Linked DNA regions of Mus musculus: region 1 is linked to region 2. A link is a contact called in public promoter capture Hi-C data. All regions are on one chromosome and are shown on one strand. The core of a region is the stretch at or near the end of the contact, and the rest is flanking DNA. Distances in the headings are between cores, read along the strand shown.

The links. Promoter capture Hi-C pulls out the DNA fragments that hold promoters and counts their contacts.
Region 1: a contact with region 2 is called in a promoter capture Hi-C map of hippocampal neurons, with 2.9 times the contacts expected there. The contact joins the enhancer-like site here to the promoter of Gjb4 in region 2. A contact is called at or near these places in 6 of 39 promoter capture datasets (the 3T3-L1 cell line, 3T3-L1-derived adipocytes, cranial neural crest and 2 more), 10 of 484 Hi-C or Micro-C datasets (the Ba/F3 cell line, the HL-1 cell line, adipose-derived mesenchymal stem cells and 6 more) and 1 of 9 other capture datasets (embryonic stem cells).

The regions. Positions count from the first base shown.
Region 1 is chr4:128,696,979-128,699,678 of GRCm38.p6, reverse strand. All of the region lies in intron 1 of Phc2 (polyhomeotic 2), which reads right to left. Among named protein-coding and RNA genes, the nearest start is that of Gm33712, 29 kb to the left of the region's middle. Within about 2 kb of position 1,443, at least 121 of the 459 cell types and tissues checked have an H3K27ac peak or open chromatin away from gene starts, as enhancers often do. A contact at or near this core is called in hippocampal neurons, palatal mesenchyme, stem cell-derived motor neurons and 2 more, where this site is marked.
Region 2 is chr4:127,352,828-127,355,527 of GRCm38.p6, reverse strand. It overlaps Gjb4 (gap junction protein, beta 4), which reads left to right and starts at 1,447. Exons shown (of 2, transcript NM_008127.4): 1 at 1,447-1,495. It overlaps Gjb5 (gap junction protein, beta 5), which reads left to right. Exons shown (of 2, transcript NM_010291.3): 2 at 1-719.

The DNA of each region.
Region 1 (2,700 bases), core at 194-2,693, 1.3 Mb before region 2:
ATGGGAAGGCTGTTGGCACAGTTGGTGATTGCCTGTCTCACATTCATAATGGCCTACTGCAAGGAAGTCATGTTCTTGGTGTCTGCTCCTGTACCCATGGTGTCAACTGTACCCCTGCATGCCTGGAGCTTCAGGCCCTGCTCCTTCTGCTCCCTGAAAGCTTAGTTTCTGCCTCTTTTTAGAACATAAACTACTCATGGTTTCATCATAGCTTTTACCTGTGGTCTCTAGTCTACCCGTAGAGATGGCTCAGTACCACTGCCTGTTTACTCGACAGTAGATGCTTTGGGTATACTCATGACTACTGTGAGAGTAGTTATTAATGTCCCATTTTGTCAATAAGAAATTATCTAAGCCAAGTGTTCTGAGGCAGAAGGATTACTGTGAGTAAAGTGTTAAATGATGAGTTTGAGTTAGCTTGGACTATAGAGTAGTAAGATTGTTTCAAAATATAGATATAGACAGAGACAGATGGGGAGGAGCTATCTAATTTATCTAAGGGCATCACAAAACTGGCAGTCCAAAGCCAGGTGTGTTGACCTGGCCCACTGTTGCAGTGACACTGGGCCCAGTCCCTGTCAGAACATACCAGAGCAAAGTAATGGAGATTACTCGGCTGAATCCTCTAATTACTGTTTATCAAATATTTGTACAAAACCATCCTTCTACATCATTTATACATACACGATATTACACATATGTACCCATCAAACAGTTCCAGAAATCAGACATTACCACAAACTCCCTTGTTTTTCCTAGACAAAAACCAAGGCCTAGTTTCTGAGGAAAAGAATGATTTATTCAAGGTAACATGGCTTTGACTCTTCTAGGACCATGGGAGGGATGCCCAGCAGCCAGGGCTAACTGGACTTACCCAGCCAGAGGGCTGGGACTCATCCTGAGGGGAAACCAGAAGTGAGTTGGTCTCCTCATGCAAAGAGCGTGGAACACTCCGGCAGCATTCAACTTCTGCTTCTACAGTTTGTGTGGCAAAGCTTCCATCTCTCCCTCCTCACACGTTCCTTCTGCCTCAAAGCTTGGGGTGGGTGGGAAGCAAAGGAGGCCTCCTGGAGTTTTAGCTAGGGCTACTAACGTGCCTGTCTGTGGACTCTCGTTAGGGCCTGCCTGCCACATGAGAAATATGAATCTGTACATTTCACAGCGCCCATGCTTTAAACATTTATCCACTCCTCCTCAATTTCCTCTTCCTAGTCTCATTCCCCTTTCTCTTCCTTCTAATGACTGCCTTATTCCGTCCCAAGGCCACCCACCCCTGTGGACTCCCACTGTGAACCACAGCCAAGTCTCACTAATGGCTGACAGCCAGAACTAGAAATATGTTTTTCTCTGGTTCCAACTCACTGTGTGGTTCTGTGTGAGGCTGAGCTCCAAAGCTGCCGTTCCTGTTTCAGTCAGGCCTCCCTCCCAACCACAAGGGACCACTTTGAGCGATGTGCTGACTGGAACTGGCTTGGATAGCGATCTTATTACAGGTCTCTGAGGCCTACAGGGCTTGAGACCCGGCAGCTGGAGAAATGCTGATGGTTCTGTCCTTTCAGGAGCCGCCAAGTCTAGGAAACACTAGGCCTTTGTCCCCAGGGTCAGGGAAATCCATTTGCTGTGGATTATGGCTGTGATGGTGTTCCAGGGAGGCAGAGGGGGAAGATAGTGAAAACAGCTCTTAAACCCTCACCAGAGACCGCAGGTCCAGCGGGATGAGGCTTTCTAATGGGATCAGGGCTTGACAGGAAGAGAGAGGTCTAGGGCCCCCCCCCCCCACAATGGCTGCTCCTGGTACCAGCATATTGGCCTCTGTGTAGAGTCTGAAAAGGCAGCATGAAGGGTTCCTCCTGGGTGCCTCTCTCTTCGAGGGGGGAGACAATGATTGAAAATTCAGTTCTCTAGACTGAGGGAGCTAGGGGAGACCCCCTTCCACCTCCAGGTTGCAGGGTGAATCCCTACACCCCCATCCTTCGCAGAGCTCCGGCAGCACTGTGAAGGTACGGAGGCACTGGGCAGCTCAAACCTCCCTCCTGACCTCCCTCTGTGCCTGCCGTGTCTCTTACAAACCTAGATCAAGGTAAAGAGAACAGGGAGATGGCTCAGCGGATGGAATGCGTGCCCAGCAAGCTCAAGGGCCTGAACTTGATCCCTAAGGACCTAAAAAGCTGGACGGCTCACCATGCACCTGGAACCCCAGCACTGGGTGGCAGGGTGCAGAGAGGGCAGGATCCCCGCCCGGGCTTGCTGGCCAGCTAGTCTAGTCAACTCAGCAAGCTCCCAGCTCAGTATGAAGCCCTGTCTTAAAAAAATCAAGTGGATAAGCAATAGAGGAAGACACCTGACAGTGACCTCTGGACTCCATGCACATGCATGCGCCTATACACATGCACTCATACCCCCCCCCCCCCCCACACACACACACAGGAACACATACACACATGGCGGGGGTGTATGTAGGTAATCAAAGAAAGTAAACCAAGTATATTAAGGAAAGGCAACAAGACAGAAGTGTCAGAGGCATAGCTAGAGCAGACCACTGCTCTAGCAAGCCAGACAATGACCTCATAGCAAAACACAAGAGCGTGCGCTCACATCAGCAGCCTTTTCCTGCTGAGGCCTGATATTTCTTGGTACCATAGAAAAGGCAGATTCTACCGAGCGTTTATGCTCCAACCTGGTGCTGATTTGTTGACAAGC
Region 2 (2,700 bases), core at 198-2,697:
CCTAGACTGGACTGGCAGGGTGGGCATGACCTGGAAGGTTCCAGAATCTCTCATGAATGTAGCTGATGGGGAGAAGAGCTGAGTTGGCATTGGAGGCAAGCAAAAGGGAGGACTCCCAGAGCTTTGGGATCCAGTTGTGCCTCCCGGCTGACTGGCCTTCGCTGAGTCACCCCTCTCCTCTGTACCTCCATTTCCTTTTCTGTTAAATAAACACACCGAGGGCCACTTCGCAGGGCTCCTGGGAGGGGAGTTTCACGAAGGCACCGATGAGCAAATGCCTTCCTGTGTGGCCCAGGGTGAGAGCTAAATAAAGATAAATGGGTTTACAGATTCAAGGTGTCCTTTGGGTCTTGGCCTTTGTACCCTTCCTGAAGTCAAGGGGTTTCCCTCTCCTCTAGAAAAGGAGTATCTAACTTTTCCTCAGGGCTGTTCCAAAGCTAACCTTTTGTCCCAGCTGGAAGTCTGGGCTGTGGGTGTCTGCAGAGATGATGGAGTTTGGCAGAACCGTATGTTGGGATGGAAAACACCCAGACTCTGAGTAAGCGTGGCTGCATCAGAACTCGGACAACTTCAGCTGAGTTCCTAATGCATTGCCTGTGGGGGTCACTGTGAGCAATGGCAAGTACCTGGCACGACCAGAGTTAGCCAGCCAAAAAGGCCACGTACGTGTGAATCACTGCTGTTAGGGAGTGCTCAATAATAAATGCTTGTGTGAAGTGAAGCAGAGGGGCCCTTCCTTGGGTGTACATTATTAACCTTCACTGTCTCTGCTGGACGCAAGCCCAGCACCCCTCTGTAGCCCCTGCTGGACCACACTCCAGCTTCTCCAGAGCCATTTCCAGCAGAAGCCTAGGACCACAGGGCACACAACAAGGTTACAGGCCTGGCACCAAGCCAACAGCAGCCTTTGAAATCACCAGCCTGCATTCCTTGTCTCCAGCAGGGCAGTGGGCCTCGAAAATCCAGGTGGCTTATCTGGGTTCCAAAACAGAAAATATATATTCCCCACCAGCGTGGCACAAGTCACAGGCTGAATCAAGGCTATCCCCTTCCATAAAAACCAGCCGCTAAGGATCTCAGAACCAGTTGCCTGAGGCCAAAAGAGAGAGTTGGGAACCAGGGCACAGGAAGAGGGACACACATGGCAAGCTGAAAGGAACAGGATCTGTGTCACTAGCACCATCCTGTACCTGGACATTTTGATACCAAACTCCAGCCTCCATCACTCCAGTCCCACCCACATACCTACCAACCCAGACAGGCAGGAGGAGGAAGGCGTGGGCCCAAGAGATGAGCCACAGGTGTTTGCTCTGCCACTGTGCCCAGGGAAGTCCTTCTGCCCAGCCTGCCTACCCACTCCAGCACTCTCTCTTGGCTCATTGGCTCAGAAAGCCCCACCCTGCTGGTAAGTGAGGAACAAAAGCTGCCTCCAGGACGGCCTCAGGCAGACAGACAAGCCGGCACCGGAGAGTGAGGACACGGGGACCCAAGAAGGGTGAGGACCGAATACAGCTGGAGACGGCTGTGGGGGGAGGTCCCCGGGGAAACCTAGGGCTGGGGACTTAGCTTCCCAAAGGGAACCAGGGGTGGGCAGGGACCCTGAAAGAACACTAGGAAAACTCCACAGAGGAAAGGAAATGTGCTATACAGAGGACAGAGGACCAGAGGAGAATCCAGAAGAGATTGGGAAAGAGTAAGCCATAGCTCAGTTCAGCTAGGATCCATTGAGAATGCACTGGGCCTGACAAAAAGCTTTGTCCCAGGAGACAGAGACGTCCAGTTTGCCTTCCAGCCTCCAGCAGGCTAACAAGGAAGCCTGGGCCAATGAGGTATGGGTGATGCTCCCTGCAGTGGAAGACAGAGGGGCCTCAGCACGTGTCCCAGGGATACATGGCTGCAGAAACCAGGAGCTGAGTCAGGGATGGTACAAGGACGGCTTGAGATGGAACACCCTAAGTACCCCAGAGCCAGGGAGCACAAGGCTGGGGTACACAAACATGGCCTGTATGAAAATGAGAGACATGACTCTCAGCCAGCCACTAATTAGGCAGTCAGAGAAGAGGGGTGCACCTGGGAAGAAAGATCAGTGGTGGGGCAAAGACCATGCCGGTACCCAGCCCCTGCCTCCTCCTTATCCCTTATACACACACACACACACACACACACACACATACAACATACACACACACACAAACACACATATACACACAAACACATAATACACACATACAAACACACACATACATTCAAACACACAATACACACACATAAACACAAACACACGCACATACATACATACATACACAAACACACATACACATACAAACACACACATACAATCCTTATCCCTTACATACACATATATACACACACAAATGCACACATACAATCCTTATCCCATACACACACAAACACATACATACACACAGCAACACACACATATACAAACACACACACAAACACACAGATGTACTCACACAAACACACAAATACACATACATATGTGCACACACACGAACACATATACATACACACACAAACACAGACATACATACACAAACACACACACACATACACATACACATACCCATGAAATGGTTGGAATTCCAGAGGGACCAACTGTGGTCCAGATCTCAAGACAATAAAAGAGATGAATAAAAAAGAATGCCTGTCTGTTCTGCACTGACACAGCAGGGTGGG